2 separate regions of the Oryctolagus cuniculus genome follow, and region 2 is linked to region 1. The links are chromatin contacts, called in public Hi-C maps. All regions are on one chromosome and are shown on one strand. Each heading gives the region's core, a stretch centred on a gene start, on an enhancer-like site or on the middle of the called end of the contact. The rest is flanking DNA. Distances are from core to core; before and after follow the strand shown.

Evidence for each region. A called contact is a pair of places that touch in the nucleus more often than the background predicts.
Region 2: a Hi-C map of an unstated tissue shows a contact between it and region 1, with 2.8 times the contacts expected there. The contact joins the promoter of NPR3 here to the enhancer-like site in region 1. A contact is called at or near these places in 3 of 6 Hi-C or Micro-C datasets (embryonic fibroblasts, skin fibroblasts and an unstated tissue).

Annotation. Positions count from the first base shown.
Region 1 is chr14:58,743,454-58,748,253 of mOryCun1.1, reverse strand. No RefSeq gene overlaps it. Among named protein-coding and RNA genes, the nearest start is that of NPR3, 42 kb to the left of the region's middle. Within about 2 kb of position 2,878, at least 1 of the 8 cell types and tissues checked has an H3K27ac peak or open chromatin away from gene starts, as enhancers often do.
Region 2 is chr14:58,785,438-58,790,745 of mOryCun1.1, reverse strand. It overlaps NPR3 (natriuretic peptide receptor 3), which reads right to left and starts at 2,541. Exons shown (of 8, transcript XM_051853840.2): 1 at 1-2,541. The region is part of intron 1 of LOC138845174 (large ribosomal subunit protein uL23-like); the gene reads right to left.

The DNA of each region.
Region 1 (4,800 bases), core at 1,629-4,128:
CCACATGGGATGCTGGCACTTCAGGCGGCTTTACCCTCTAAGCCACAGTGCTGGCCCCCATCTCAACCCTTGTCCTGCCTTGGTTTGTTTTTGGAACAACTGATTTCCTCTTTTTGTCTAAGCTAGTGTGTGGTCACCACTACCTGCAACCTGAGGAGTCTCAGGGAATGTAGCCCATGCTTCCCTTAACTCCTAAATTCCATGAGTGGCTTTATGAAAAAGTCCCATAGTTGGATAAGTTTGGGCAACTCTTAGATAGCCATTGCCCTTTTTTTTTAATTCTTTCATTTACTTTTTTATTAATGTAAACCAGATATCATGTAGTTTGTTGATACAACTCTAAGAACATAATAGAAATTCTCTTCCTCCCTCCTTCCTTCCTTTCTGTTTTAATATTTACAATAGCATATTTTCAATTTACTTTACAGTCAAAGGCTTAATGCTCCACTAAATAAAGAGTTCAACAAAGGGCCGGCACTGTGGCATAGTTGGTAAAGCCACCGCCTGTAGTGCTGGCATCCCATACAGGGGCCGGTTCAAGTCCCAGCTACTCCACTTCTGATCCAGCTTTGTGATATGGCCTGGGAAAGCAGTGGAGAATGGCCCAAGATCTTGGGCCCCTGCATCTGTGTGGGAGAACTAGAAGAAGCTCTTGGCTCCTGGCTTCAGATCGGCCTAACCCCAACCATTATGGCCATTTGAGGAGTAAACCAGCAGATGGAAGACCTCTCTCTCTCTCCCTCTCTCTCCCTTTCTCCCTCTCTCTCTCTCCCTCTCTCTCCCTTTCTCCCTCTCTCTCTCTCCCTCTCTCTCTCTTTGCTTCTGTAGCTCTGTGTTTCAAACAAATAAATACATCTTTTTTAAAAAAAAGAGTTCAATAAGCAAAAAATAAAAAGACAATGTTCAGCAGGAACGAGGGCTATAGACAATAATCAAATCCCAAGATGTCAATTTCACTCATACACATTAAATTTTTTTACACTCTACATATTAGCTACCACAAATCAGAGTAAATGTGTGCTATTTGTCTTGGTGTAGGGCATTTTTCACTAAGCATAATAACCTCCAGTTGCATCCATTTAATTGTCTTTTCATTTGTGAGTTGCTCCCTCTTCGAGAACGACATTGTATTCTTTTTTTTTTTTTTTTTTTTTTTTTTTTTTTTGACAGGCAGAGTGGACAGTGAGAGAGACAGACAGAGAGAAAGGTCTTCCTTTTTTTGCCATTGGTTCACCCCCCCAATGGCTGCTGCGGCCGGCACATCGCGCTGATCTGAAGCCAGGAGCCAGGTGCTTATCCTGGTCTCCCATGGGGTGCAGGGCCCAAGGACTTGAGCCATCCTCCACTGCACTCCCGGGCCACAGCAGAGAGCTGGCCTGGAAGAGGGGCAACCAGGAAAGAATCCGGAGCCCCGACCAGGACTAGAACCCGGTGTGCCGGCGCCGCAATGGGGAGGATTAGCCTAGTGAGCCACGGCGCCGGCCATGACATCGTATTCTAATACAGGACAGACTCTGAGTGACCCTCTAGTCACAAAGGCAGTTGCTCATTATCTAACCTTCCCAAATGTATTTAAAATTTCCCTTGAAGTGGGGTTCCTTGTTGCTTCCTGTTACTTTTCCCCCATCCTGCAAAATTCGCATTCCACAGAATACATCTTAATGTGAGGAGCAGAAGATCCAGATAAAAACGCTGAGCGATCTGCCCCAGTTGAAGCCAGATCTGTCTGAACGTGAGCTGTGCACTCTCCCGACAGCTGCACACGCAACGTCTACACCCAGCACGACTCCCACCGATCACTTGAAAGGTGGGCGCCAGACACACTGGTTTTGAGCTTCCTTGTCCATTCCAAGTGCTGTTTTCCCAAAGGATCCAGTGTTATTGCTTGCCCTTGCAGATTCACATACAGCATGCCAAAGGAAGAGACAGAATTAAAGCTTTTTTGAAACAATGTTGAATAAATTATCTGAGACAAGCAGTGGCCCCTTCTCTGGGGCAAACGAAAAGGTTACAAGAATCCTTTCCTTTCCTTGTTCTAAGAGCTAACTGTGGAAGAAACACTAGCTTGGGAGATGTCTTTCATACTAATTCGCACTGTAGGATACCTTTGTCTTTATTTGTACAGTGGCCAAATTGCTGCACAAGTCACTCACATGTTGCTCTGGGCCAGATTCTAACTGCTGAGCCTCCAGAGCTATGTGTCTTGAACTGTAGGTCAAAATCTGGGCTGGTTATCATCATCGTGTGTATTATTATAACAATTATTGTTGTTGTTGTTGTTGTTGATATTGTTTGTTGGACCCTAGGAATGGTCAGAAGGGACTTGGACCTAGGCAGAGAGACCTGGCTCCTCTCTGGCAGCCTTGCAATCTAAATTAGACTGAGTTGTATAACAGCTCTAGGCATCTGATACGGGACTTGCCAAATTTCATGGCTTCAGGCACACGGAATGCACATCCCTGTTCCAGGGAGGCTAAATATTTTTCCAAATCAGTAGATAAAACAAACTCCCTGACCTCAACTTGCTGCCTGGCGCCTGGAGTCCTGAGAGGCTGGTGAGGAGTGTCTGCGTGCTATCAGGTGACAGGACACACTCAGCCTGGCTCCTGCGCTCAGGACCATGCGCTACCTGATCCCGTCTCCATCTTCCCAGCGAAGATTCTGGCCACAGCTTCAAGCCTGCAGTCCAGAGGGCAGGGGGCCAGGGCCAGACGCCATGAAATGCCATTGAACCAGCCTTGACGGCGACTGCGGCCTCCTGGCAATGCCCGCGGCAGCTGGTGACGGGGGCAAGCTACGCTCTCAGACGCGGGCACGTCAGGTCCCCACTGGCCGGAGTAAATATGAAGCGCAGCGTTTTCGGCCTCACGGAGCCAACCAAGTAGGGAGCTCATTCATCAAAGGGAGCCTGAAGCTTCCGACCTAAGGGCTTGCTGAGTGGGCACCTGGACTGTTAGTGACACCTACCGACTGTGCCCGGCACTGCCGCCTTACAAACAGGATGTACGAGAATTTGCTAAGCCTTGCTAGGACTCACGGGGTGGTCCAGAGAGAGGTGGAATAAATAGCAGAAGAGAGATCACAGAAGTTAGAAAGTATTCAAGTGCTTCATAGACTTCATAACCATTAATTTCATAAATCACGAGGTCCTGGGAGTTTGTCCAGGAGCGGTGTTACGGAGTCATTCGGCAGCATGTTGGAGCCTTCCTATTCTCTAGGGTTGGTCTTGGAGTTGTCCCTTACCATCTGCATTAAAATGCCATCTGCATTAAAAAAAATCAACTGATTGATTGTTTGACTTGAAAGAGCAACAGGGAGAGCGGAAGAGAGAAACAGAGATATTCCATCTACTAGCTCATTCCCCAAATGACGACAATAGCCAGCTCTAGGGCCAGGCCAAAGCCAGGAGCCTGGAACTCCATCCAGGTCTTCCTCATGGGTGGCAGGGGCCCATGTACTTGAGCCATCATCTGCTGTCTTCCATGTCCATTAGCAGGAAACTGGATCAGAAGTGGAGCTGCTGACACTCAAAACAGCACTGCGATATGGGATGCCAGCGTCGCAAGTAGTGATTTAACCTGCTATACCACAATGCTGGCCCGGTGCCACCTGTCTTGCGCACTCACACATTCCCATGGAGGTTCTTATGCATGCCTTTCTCCCCACTTCCTCCTCCTTCCTCCTCATTTTCTTGAAGGAAGCCATGTTTGATCAAGAAGCCTGAGTTTCCATTTCTTCTTAATCTTAGGGTCATCTAAATAGAGGGACTTTCTTCTTGTGTCCTCTGCTGAATCCAGGGTAGCTGTGAACCACCCAGCAGCTCAGGTCCTGAGAGACACACTGATCCAAATCACAGAGCCCCACTTCCTCCCACTAAGACCACTATGCTGAACTGGCCCCGCTGCGTGCTCCTGGAGGGCCCCATTCACTGTGCTGTTGGTCCTGACAGTCGACTCCGAAGGCAAGGGGAGCACCATTGGCCTATTCTGCACCCCCAGACCTACCTGCTATACTGTTCTGCATTCAGGTGGCCCTCGTATGATGGCCAGGCTTGTTTTAATTCCAGCACAACAGTGGACTGAGAAAGTTTCGCTCAGAGCTAAATCATCGTGCCCAAATACTCAAAACTGGAACCGTGGAAATGAAAGACTTTCCAAGCAAAAGTGAGTCTGGGGGCCAGTGCTGTGGCGTAATGGGTAAAGCTGCCGCCTGCAGTGCCAGCATCCCATATGGGTGTCGGTTCAAGTCCCAGCTGCTCCACTTCCTATCCAGTTCTCTGCTATGGCCTGGGAAAGCAGTAGAAGATGGCCCAACTCCTTGGGCCCCTGCACCCATGTGGGAGACCTGGAAAAAGCTCCTGGCTCCTGGCTTTGGATCAGCTCAGCTCCGGCTGTTAAGGCCAATTGTGGAGTGAACCAGCAGATAGAAGACTCTCTCTCTCTGTCTGCCTCTCCTTCTCTCTGTGTGTAACTCTTTCAAATTAATAAGTAAATCTTAAAAAAAAAAAAAGTGAGTCTATCATCCTGCCCTTTTTTATCACTGTCCATTTTTTAATGTTATTTTAAATTGTTTTTACTATTTTTGTATGTTTTAAATGCTTCTATATTTAGAAGAAGGAAGAGGAGGAGAAGGAGGAAGAAAAAGGAGGAAGAGGAGGAAACTCCTTTTGAAACTTCACTCAGATCGAAACACAGCACTCTGAGGGGCCAGAGCTGTCGGTCAGGAGCTAAACCCTGGGGCACCTAGTGCGGCTGGACGGGGCACTGGCACCACCTCCTCAGATGCAGACAGGTGCCCTGC
Region 2 (5,308 bases), core at 1,292-3,791, 43 kb before region 1:
ACTCTCCTCCATTCTCCTCTTGCAAGATAGAGATATTGTTCTAATATTGAAAAAAAGCAAATGCAAAATCCTTGGTATTCAGTAGAAAATTAATAAGTGGCAATTCTTCTTACAGTCTCTTCAGTGCCTGTTAAAAAATTCTTACACCAAGTAAGTGTCCTGTAAGTACTTATGGAATGAATAAATGAATTCAAAACTCAAACGATAGGCTTTATATGTAGTTTGTTTAAGATTATCTACTGCCTGATACAACAGACCTTCTTTTGCAATGTTTGGTAACAGTGGCTTCCCTGGGGGAACTCTGTTGGCGATCACTTTGATATTGGCCCCCTGGATTCCCAGCCTTGGATATTTACTAGTAAGCTGGAGACAAGAACTTATTCCTTATCCTTTCTCCTACATAATTGGGCAAAGAAAGCAGGTGCTCATGTTTCCGCCCATCAGCTGCCCTGAACAGCTCTCAGACTCCTCCAGAAACGCAGGCTGAGAGGACTCCAGGGATCAAGAGGACACAGGGATGAATTAGGGAGTAACAAAAACAGAGAGCTATGCAAGGTGCAGGACTTGGAGGATGGGGGAAGACTGTATTAAAACAGAAAGAGAACTGTATTAGGAGAAATGCATTTAATTTATAGTTGTGGATATTACCATAAATAGAGGAAAGAATACACCTTGATGTACCAAATACTCAGGATTGATAAATATTGGGCTTAATGCGTATGTCCAATTCAACAAATCTTTTCCAACATTTGTAGGGTGTCAAAGACCATGGTGTTCCATAGCTTGAGATACTTTTCCTTTGTTTGAGGGTTCAAGCTCCTAACTCCAGCTTCCTGCTATTGCACACCCCAAGAGGCAGTGGTGACGGCTCAAGTTTTTAGGTCCCTGCCACGCACAAAGGAAATCTAGGTTGAAATCCCAGCACTTGGCTTCATCCTGGTCCACCCACGACTGTTGCAGGCATTTGGAGAGTGAACCAAGGGGTGACAGCTCTCTCTCTCTTTGTTTCTGTCTCTCAAATAAATAATATTTTTGACTGTCTGAGAGGCAACATAACAGTCAAATATGCCCCTTTGTTTAACAGCAACATTATCAGGACAAAAATATGTCAAATTTTTAAAAAATATAATAAAAATCATTTTTCTGATCTTTTATTAATATTGAACATTTTATACTCTTATGAGCATTAAGTCATTAAAATATAAACTCACGAGAGCTGTGATTTATTTTCCTTCCTTCCTGAACACTAGGTTGGTACTCAATTTCATTTTATCAATGACTAATCAAAAGAATGCAAAGATTATTTTGGGAAAATAATTTAAAAGAAATAATAAAAGGAAAGGAAAGATAAAGAGCATTGATCACATATATAAATTCATATATACAAACTCCTAAAGGCGTAATTTTCAAAACATTCAGATATGAGCACATTGGATTTCTGATTATGAAAATAATATAAGAGGCCAAAGATCCTAAATACCAACTTTAAGAGGTCTTAGGGTGTCAAATTACAGCACTCATCATTCATACTTAATTCTTGATTATTTCCTTTCTAATGAGAAAAAAATTGCAGTATTCTTTTAAAAAAACATGCATTATCTTTTATCATGCTATGAACAGAAATTAAAGGTAATGAGGAAAATTTCTGTTACCTCATGTGCAAGGCTATGAGATGCAGTTTTTTATTTCTTTCCAACTAGTACATTCCACTTGGTATTAAATCTTGAATAGCTGATGCCTGAGACTAAAATAGAATAGAATGCATGAGGAAAACATCAGGAAAATTCTTGACATTTGCCCTCTCATATTTTTGGTAATCATGTTGTGACATCAAATTTCCCCCTCTTATTAGTGGAGAAAATTGTTCCATCAAGTTGACATTGTTCCTACTCAATTGTTGTAACTCCTTTGACATGAATTGTTCTTCTTTGCTCTTCATCTGTTCTGCAAACATACTCTCTTTCTAGCCTTCATCTTCATTTTCCCTTTGCAAGCTGCCTGGGAGAAACAGGAAGGACTGTTTTAACTTGAACCCTGTTGTTTTTCAGATTTTGAGTTGTCCTGTGGTCTGACATGGAAATGACATTCAACTTCGGCAATTTCAAATATTATTATATTCAAACATTATCTCACATTGCAAATCATTCGCATTATAGTGAATCACTTTATTAATCTTTGCTAACCTCACACACAATTTTTTAATTAATCACATCCACAATTCTTGGCACGCTCTCATTATCAACATTATCAGTCTGCAAGGTCCGTGTCTTATTTTGATTTCTCCCCTTCACTGCTCTCTTCAAATTCTTTTCATTCCATAGGATCCTTTTTAATGTGCTTAATACACACTGCAGATAAATCTATACTCTTCAGAAAGTTTCTTGTGTATGCATGCTATGCATTCCAATACAGAAATTATTTTGTGTTAATTCTTATTTTTCCAGAGAGTAACAGAGATAGATGTAAAGAACAATGTTGTGTGAAATCGACATCATGACTACTGCATGCTGAATATTTTACCGTAATTTTCTGTACTCATTCTCCCAGCTGTTGACAACTGTGTTAATTCCCTGCTACCAGTATTGCTCTGATGAAGGGCCTCATCTTGTGTCCCCATATGGACATGTATGAGCATTTCTTAGGTGTATGTGTTTTGGACTCAGAGGTATGAATAATGTGCTTTGATTTTCCTTACTACAGTTAGAGCGCTCCGCAGAACGGCACATCCATTGACATTTGCACCAACTCTACATGGGTTTCCTTGGGTCTAAGTTTAGTATGTTTCTAATGCTTGTCTCCATCATCAAAGAGAAGGACTGAACCAATTACCTGAGATCCTTCCTAACTTTAGATTCTGTCTTCCAGATGAAAAGACAGTTTGAACACAAGTCCTGGACCTGACCTTTCATTGTCCTGATTAGGTCACCTGCCTCTTCCTGTCTAATCACTGTGGGCAGAGGAACTGTGTGTGATAGTTGAATCACTGTTTTCCTCAAGTAAAATCTCTGTGTTGTTATGAGAGAGAGAGAGAGGTGCTTAATTATCAAAAGCAAGTGCTCACTGGAGAGTATATGTTTAAAACTACAACCTGGGGACAGCATTGTAGCACAGTGGGTTAAGCAGCCACTTGTGACACCTGCATCCTATATCAGAGTGCTGTTTCTAGGAATTTCTCAGATGCTCCGCTTCTAATCCAGTTCCCTGCTAATGCACCTTGGAAAGCAGTGGAAGATGCCTCAAGTACCTAGGCTCCTACTACCCACACGAAAACCCTGGGTAGAATTGTAGGTTCCTGGCTTTGGCCTGGATCAGCCCTGGCAGTTTTGGACATTTGGGGAAGGAATCAGTGGATAAAATTTCTTTCTCTCTCTCTCTCTCTCTGTACCCATCCCTCCCTCCTTCTTTCCCTCACTCCTCTGTCACTTTGCCTTTCAAATAAATAAATGAATAAATATTGTTTAAAAAAATGGCCCAGTAACTAAAACCATCTGTGACAAGCCCATAGAAACATCTCGCTCTTCTGACTTGAGCCAGCCCATAACATAAGGAGGGAGCACCATGGAAACAGACTATAGGGTGACACCTCCACATAGAGAGACTGCAGAGAAGCTCAAAGCACAGGCAATGGGGCTTTGAGCTCTTGCCAGATTTTTGGAGCTTGAAGACTTCTACTGAATAGGGCTTTTGAGCCGTGGAAGTGATCTGTGGAGGAGATGGCTCTCTGTCCTGCCATGCTCCTTCTCCTCTTTGTCCTTACTAATAGAACCCTACTTTATTCAAGGCAGCAATTTGCTCTGCTTAAAAACTGTACTGATGGAGGTAGAAATTGTTGGGAAAATGGTCAAGAAACTTCTTTAAAGGAGGACATAGACTAAGGCCAATTAAACTTCTTTTTCCTTTCTGGAATACAAACATGATGGCTAGAACTCCATCAGTCACAGCAGGCCAGAAAATTATGCTGACAACGGGGCCCTTGTGCAAAGAATGTGAGGTAAAACTCAAGATCTGGGGTTGGTGTTGTGGCACAGCAGGTAAAGCTGCCACCTGCAGTGCCGGCATCCCATATGGGCACTGGTTCCAGTCTCTGCTGCTCCACTTCAGATCCAGCTCCCTGCTAATGTGGCTGGGAAGGCAGTAGAAGATGGCCCCAGTGCTTGGGGTCCTGCTGCCCATGTGGGAGACTTGGAAGAAGCTTCTAGCTCATGGCTTCAGACCAGCACAGCTCCAGTTGTTGTGGCCATCTGGGGAGTGAAACAGCCGATGGAAATCTCTCTGTCTCTCCATCTCTCTGTAACTATGACTTTCAAATAAATAAATAAGAAATCAAGATCTGAGACTTCAGTGACAGACCTGCAGCTTTCTTTTACAAAAGTGAATAAACTCATATTTTTACCCAGTTCTTTGAGCTTTGGCAATTACATTTCATTTAAAAAAAAAAAGAGTTGTGCATTTGAAAGTCAATTACAGGAGCCAATGCTGTGATGTAACGGGTAAAGCCACCGCTTGCAGTGCCGGCATCCTATATGGGCACTGGTTCACGTCCTGGATGCTCCACTTCAGATGCAGTTCTCTGCTATGGCCTAAGAAAGCAGAAGAAAATGGCCCAAGTCCTTGGACCCCTATACCCGTGTGGAAGACCCAGGAGAAGCTCCTGGCTCCTGGCTTCGGATCTGCACAGCTCTGGCTGTTGCAGCCAGTTGGGGAGTGAACCAGTGGATGAAGACATATCTCTCTCTCTCTCTCTCTCTCTCTCTCTCTCTCTCTCTCTCTCTGCCTCTCCTTCTCTCTGTGTGTAACTCTTTCAAATAAATAAATAAATCTTTAAAAAAAATAATAAAGAAAGTCAGTTACAGAGAGAGAGGAAGAGACAGAGAGAGAGATCTTCTGTCCACTGGTTCACTTCCCAGATGACCACAATGACCAGGGCTGGGGCAGGCCAAAGCCAAGAGCCAGGATTTTTTTGATCTCCCAGGCAGACTGCAGGGGTCCAAACATTTGGGCCATCTACTGCTGCTTTCCCCAGGTGCATTAGCAGGGGGCTGGATCAGAAGTGGAGCAGCCAGGACTTGAACCAGCACCCATCTAGAATGTCAGCATTGCAGGTAGTGGGTTTACCTGCTATACCACAATGCCAGTCCCTGGCCATTACCTTTGAATCTAATCCTAGCAAATACATCAAGATGGGTTAAGTAACTTGTATTAATAAATTGGATTGGTTGTGGACTCTGGTGTTTATTTTTCTTTTGTTCTTCCCTTCTATATGGAAAAGTCTTTGGCAGTTCTGCCTTGGTCTCACCTCTATCCAGGG